2 separate regions of the Mus musculus genome follow, and region 1 is linked to region 2. The links are chromatin contacts, called in public promoter capture Hi-C maps. All regions are on one chromosome and are shown on one strand. Each heading gives the region's core, a stretch centred on a gene start, on an enhancer-like site or on the middle of the called end of the contact. The rest is flanking DNA. Distances are from core to core; before and after follow the strand shown.

What was found. Promoter capture Hi-C pulls out the DNA fragments that hold promoters and counts their contacts.
Region 1: a contact with region 2 is called in a promoter capture Hi-C map of macrophages, with 5 read pairs. The contact joins the enhancer-like site here to the promoter of Slfn9 in region 2. A contact is called at or near these places in 5 of 39 promoter capture datasets (the C10 cell line, embryonic stem cells and macrophages), 2 of 15 datasets of contacts at CTCF or cohesin (CD8 T cells and pro-B cells), 50 of 484 Hi-C or Micro-C datasets (B cells, the Ba/F3 cell line, the C2C12 cell line and 35 more), 15 of 115 datasets of contacts at active chromatin or transcription factors (CD8 T cells, the HPC-7 cell line, the SCID.adh cell line and 4 more) and 2 of 9 other capture datasets (adipose tissue and pancreatic islet).

What each region holds. Positions count from the first base shown.
Region 1 is chr11:83,044,479-83,047,201 of GRCm38.p6, reverse strand. No RefSeq gene overlaps it. Among named protein-coding and RNA genes, the nearest start is that of Slfn2, 19 kb to the left of the region's middle. Within about 2 kb of position 1,386, at least 38 of the 459 cell types and tissues checked have an H3K27ac peak or open chromatin away from gene starts, as enhancers often do. A contact at or near this core is called in CD8 T cells, Th2 cells, adipose tissue and 3 more, where this site is marked.
Region 2 is chr11:82,990,354-82,993,133 of GRCm38.p6, reverse strand. Slfn9 (schlafen 9) reads left to right here and starts at 1,304. Exons shown (of 5, transcript NM_172796.2): 1 at 1,304-1,546.

The DNA.
Region 1 (2,723 bases), core at 137-2,636, 54 kb before region 2:
AGGAGCCATGGACTCCAACCTGAAAAACCTATAACACATGCCTCTCACGTTCAGCTAGGCCAGACTGACACCATGGTTCCTTGTAATTCCCAGGTTTTGGTTTTTAATTTTAGGCTATGCAAGACAATCTTCAAACAGACATGGAATAACAAATCAATACTAAGGCTATAATGCGTCCCAGCAAAACCAACAAAAAAACTTCTCAGACACATCACTATGAAACAGAGTGTAGAAGACCAATTAGAAACAGAAAAATATCATAGTAAATATCTTGGCCATGTTTTCTGCAGCAATGGGAGAGGGTAATCCAACTGACTTTGAATGTTAAGTGGTTTACATTGCATTGTGCAAGGTCTGAACATACTCAAATTATCATATGACCATCTTAGCTTGGGGAATAATAAGATTAGCTATGGGGGCACCAACAAGACCTCAGAGTCACTGACATGAATAGGAATATTATTCTCTTCCCAGTTAACAAATGAAGCAAAAGAAGACCAGACATATAAGCACAGCTTATGTTATGTTATGTTATGTTATGTTATGTTATGTTATGTTATGTTATGCTATGTTATGTATGTTTCATCAGGAACAGATGCATTTAACAAAGACACATAGTAAGAAACAGCAACTCAGCAGGCACACCTAAGACTTCATCAATTCTTTCTCCCCAGTCACTAGTTTCCTCCTCAGAGTCATTGTTGATAGAGAGACCTTGTTCTTCATGGCTCCACAATCCTTTCGCCCCAGTCTCATCCTTTTCTTCAGGTATAGCCTTTGCAAACACCTTAGAAGCTCTTCATCTGACTTCCACTGGTCTAGTTAGTCTTTCAGTTGTCCACACCAACTTTTTAGCAGCCTGAGGGAAACACACAAAGATAGCCATAGCTTCAATGAATTGCTGTAACCCTGTGATTCAGTTGGCTAGGCATAGCATCTCTCCAATGAACCAGGACCCTGAATTTCTCTCTGGAGAGGTTAAAAATGTTCTACAGCAGAGAGGCCATCCTTACCCAAATGTAAAAAGTATATATAATAGAAGATAAAATATTGTGACAAGTAGCCATATTACCTTTCTCCCTCTCCTTTATTTTTAAATAAAGTTTAAGTTATCCTTTAGCTCTTTCCTAAAAGATGAATTCTGGGGGTTATATGGGATGCCTGGGATATAGGTTATGCCAAACTGTTGGCAAAATTGTTGAAAAGGCTTGGCAATGTATGCAGGAGCATCGCCTGCTTTTAACATTTTGCAGGGACCTAAAACAGCAAAAGCTCTGAGTAAAAACATAAAAATATTCTTCACTGCTTTTCCTGAAAGGGGAACGGCAAAAATGAACACTGAGTGAGTCAGCGTCTACAATGACACAAACATATTTCAGCCTCCCTAAGCTAGGGACATGAGTAACATTCATGTGCCAAATGTGATCTGACAATTTTTGGGAAGTTCCAGGGCAAGGGGTGGCCCTATTTCTAGGATGGCTTCCTTTTTTGTCATGAGACAAAGCCTGCTGTCCTGAGTTGGGGTGTTTTCTAATATATTGCCATATGTTGGGCTATTTGAGCCTTTTGTGGGTATACTCAGTATCCCATGGCTGCCAGAAAGTTTAAAGCATAAATGGAGTATCTCCGGAGTCTAACTCTTCAGGTCTACAAATAAAGAGATTATGTACTGAAATAAAGGGCTATTCTTTTGAACCAAGGACTCTCAATATATTTGGACTGCTGTTGTTGGGGGGTCAAGACCCAAAGACCACTCAGCATGATCAAAGTTTAAATTAGGCTTGGAGAGATACACTTCTCACAGAACAGCCTCAAATGCACATTTCAGGGAATTTTTTATTAGTTTATTTATTATGTATATAGTATTCTTCCTACCTGTCTACCTGCATTCCAGAATTGGGCCTCAGGCCCTAGTATAGATGGTTATGAGGCACAATGTGGTTGCTGGGAACTGAACTCAGGACCTCTGGAAGAGCAGCTATATTGGCTGGTTTTGTGTAGCAACTTGACACAAGCTGGAATTATCACAAAGAAAGAAGCCTCCCTTGAGGAAATGCCTCCATGAGATCCAGCTATAAGGCATTTTCTCAATTAGTGATCAAGGGTGGGAGAACCCCTTGTGGGTGGTGCCATCCCTGGGCTGGTAGTGCTGAGTTCTATAAGAAATCAGGCTGAGCAAGTCAGGGGAAGGGAGCCAGTAAGTAACATCCCTCCATCCAAGCCTCTGCATCAGCTCCTGCTTCTTGACCTGCTTGAGTTCCAGTCCTGACTTCCTTTGGTGATGAACAGCAGTATGGAAGTGTAAGCTGAATAAACCCTTTCCTCCCCAACTTGATTCTTGGTCATGATGTTTTGTGCAGGAATAGAAACCCTGACTAAGACAGCAGTCTATGCTCTTAAACTCTGAGCTATCTCTCCAGCCCTACAGGGAGATTTTTCCTTATTGGATATTTTCTTTATTTACATTTCAAATGTTATGCCTTTTTCTGGTTTCCCCTCAGAAAAAATACCCTCCTCCATCCCCTCCCCCTGCTCACCAACCCACCCACTCCTGCTTTCTGGCCCTGGCATTCCCCCACACTGGGGCATAGAGCCTTCATAAGATAAAGGGCCTCTCCTCCCACTGATGTCTGAGTAGGCCATCTCTGGTACATATGCAGCTGGAGCCATGAGTCCCACCATGTGTGCTCTTTGGTTGGTGGTTTAGTCCCTGGGAGCTCTGC
Region 2 (2,780 bases), core at 55-2,554:
TGGCTTGCTCAGCCTGCTCTCTTATAGAACCTAAGACTGCCAGCCCAGAGATGGTCCCACCCACAAGGGGCCTTTCCCCCTTGATCACTAATTGAGGAAATGCCTTACAGTTGGATCTCATGGAGGCATTTCCTCAACTGAAGTTCCTTTCTCTGTGATAACTCTAGCTGTGTCAAGTTGACACAAAACTAGCCAGTACAGGAGGGTACATGCATCTGAGAGCAAGTGTTCAACATGGCCAATGACATTGACTCCCTGGAACTGGAGTTACGGGGTCCCTGAGCCAAAGGTGGGTGTTGGGACTCAAACCCAGGTCAACCACAAGAGTGTGCTCAGAGTCTCTGAGCCATCTTCCCAGCCCCCGTAATTATCACAGTTTTGTATTTCTACATTTTATAAGCACCATAATATAGTTGTATCTTTATCTTTTCAGTAATTTTTGAACACTGAAAAAGATAAATTACCTTTTAATATTCACTTAATTACTCCTGTAGTACTGGTTTTATTCATGTGACTCTAAGTGTTACTCTGGTACAAATTTCCATCAGCCTTTAACATTTTTTGTGACAAAGGTCTCCTGGTGACCAAGCCCTTGCTGAATTGTTTTGTTTCACCAGAAAAGGACATCATTAGTTTCTATCCACTAGGTGAAGTGGTGTGTGTGTGTGTGTGTGTGTGTGTGTGTGTGTGTGTGTGTGTGTGTGTTGAATTCTAGGTTGACAGTGTGTATTGAATTCTAGGATGACAGTCTTTTTCATTCAACACTGTACAATCTGGAAAATTAGAATTTTAAAGAAAAAGGACTATGGTGGTAAGAAAATATACTGAAAGGGGAAGTTTGGAACCATGGAAAAACAGGTTTTTAACTAGAATACACATCCTGATGCAGTTAACGGTGTTAACCATGTGTAACAAGTGTACATGCAGTAGGAACACAGAACAGATGAAGATCTGCAAGTACCAGGGGTTAACAGTGGTTAGTTCTCAACTCTGAGCTCAGGAGGTGAGATCCTCACAAAAGCTTCACTCTCACTCTGCTTCCCCCAGACCAGCATGAATCTGAGCTCCTTCAACAGCCCTTCCACAGCAGGGAACCCCCTCAGGCTGAGAAGGCTGTAAGTTCTTGCTATAGGGAGGAAGCCGCCCACAGCCAAGGATGGGGGCTTATCTGGAAAAAGGGCAGCAAGACAGATTCATCAAAACCAGCAGTGAGCTCAGTCTGGCAGCATGCCTGCAGCCGGCCAGAAAATCCGAGCAGTTTCGTTTTCCCAAAAACAAGTAACCCAACCACTAGAAGAATTGAGCCAATTCGCTGTGACCACTGCTAGCCAAACCCATGCTAGACCCGGGGCTGCTCCTCTGAACCTCACAGACAGGCGACCAGTCCACAAATGAAACACCACCTGGCCACAGACCAGAAGATTCTGGGCCGGAGGCTGAGTTCGGGAAGGAAAGGGAGACTTACATTCCTGCCTGTTTCTAAATTCTGCTTTCCCAGCCGGCCAGGGAACAGCGATCAAAAGTCTTTTCTCACAAAATGAAAGTGGTGAGTGAGAGCCACAGAGCTGCGACCTTCAAGGGAGCCAGGGACAGAAGGGTGGCCCGGTGCCAGAGGAAAGGGCCTGGAGAAGAGCTTATCTCCTTTCGAACAAGTTTTATGCTGTCTTGTGTAATTCGTATGAATAGATTCCATAAATTAGTTGGTAAATAGGTACACTTGGGCCGGTGACAGAACACTGGGATATAGGAAGAGCTAGGAGGAAGGAGGAAGAAAGAAGTGGGGAGAAAGCAGATACCAAAAGAAACTAAAAACACCAAGAACAATCCGAACGCCCAATATGGCTAAGGTTCAGAATTATTAAAGTTTAGTTTATTAAGCACATATGAGTTTCAAGCTTCCCGGTATTTAGAAGGCTTCCTATTGGTCTCTGCCCGCGGGCGGGAGAGGGTGGGTGGAGAGTCAGGCAGTGAAAAGGAAAGGCGGGAATTCCACGCCACCTCCGCGCGCTCTGCGCTCTGGGATCCGGAGCGACCAGGACCTGGTGAGACCCTCAGCTCCCCTCCACCTTCCCCGAGGTCCAGCACACCAGAACTGGAACCTGAGCAGCCCAGAAGCCAGGGTGGCACCACTGTGTCTCTCCTGTCTGAAGACCCGGATATTTTCTCAGACTTGGCGACACGTTCCTTTAAAAGTAGGTGCTGAGGACTGGAGGGGCCTGGGAGTGAAAGGGGATGATTCCAGTGGGTGAGAGACTGACCAGCCCAGCACAGGAGAAGGGGGACCCAGATGGGTGAAGGGATGGGGGAGGGAGGCTGTCTCTGTCACTCTAGCTTGCTCTGGCTGGCAATCTCAACAGGAAGTCTCTGAGCTGGTAGAGCCTGTTACTCTTAGTAGGTGCAAGTTAGAGTACAAGCTTTAGGCCCCAAGGTACAGCTTGAAATGACAATGTTGAAAGGGATTCTGTAGATGCCACTGAGCGACCCCTCTCTCTCTAAGATACTGTCTTTAACTGAGCAAGGAGCCAAGAGGCAGAAATATAATTGCTACTATCTAACCCAGGGTTTATAATCCAGAAGCTATGGAAAAGAGCCTAAAATCCGGGGATTTCAGTTTCCCAACTAGCACACCTTCTAAAGCCTGTTTCCTTTCTGTCCTGATTCCGCCTAAGATGGCCAGTCCCAATTTGTTTTGCCCAGTATACTGCCCCAGCCCTTCTAGTGCCTTGTGTGTTCCACTCTTACTTTCTACACACAGTCATCAGAGGCCTAATCTTCCACCG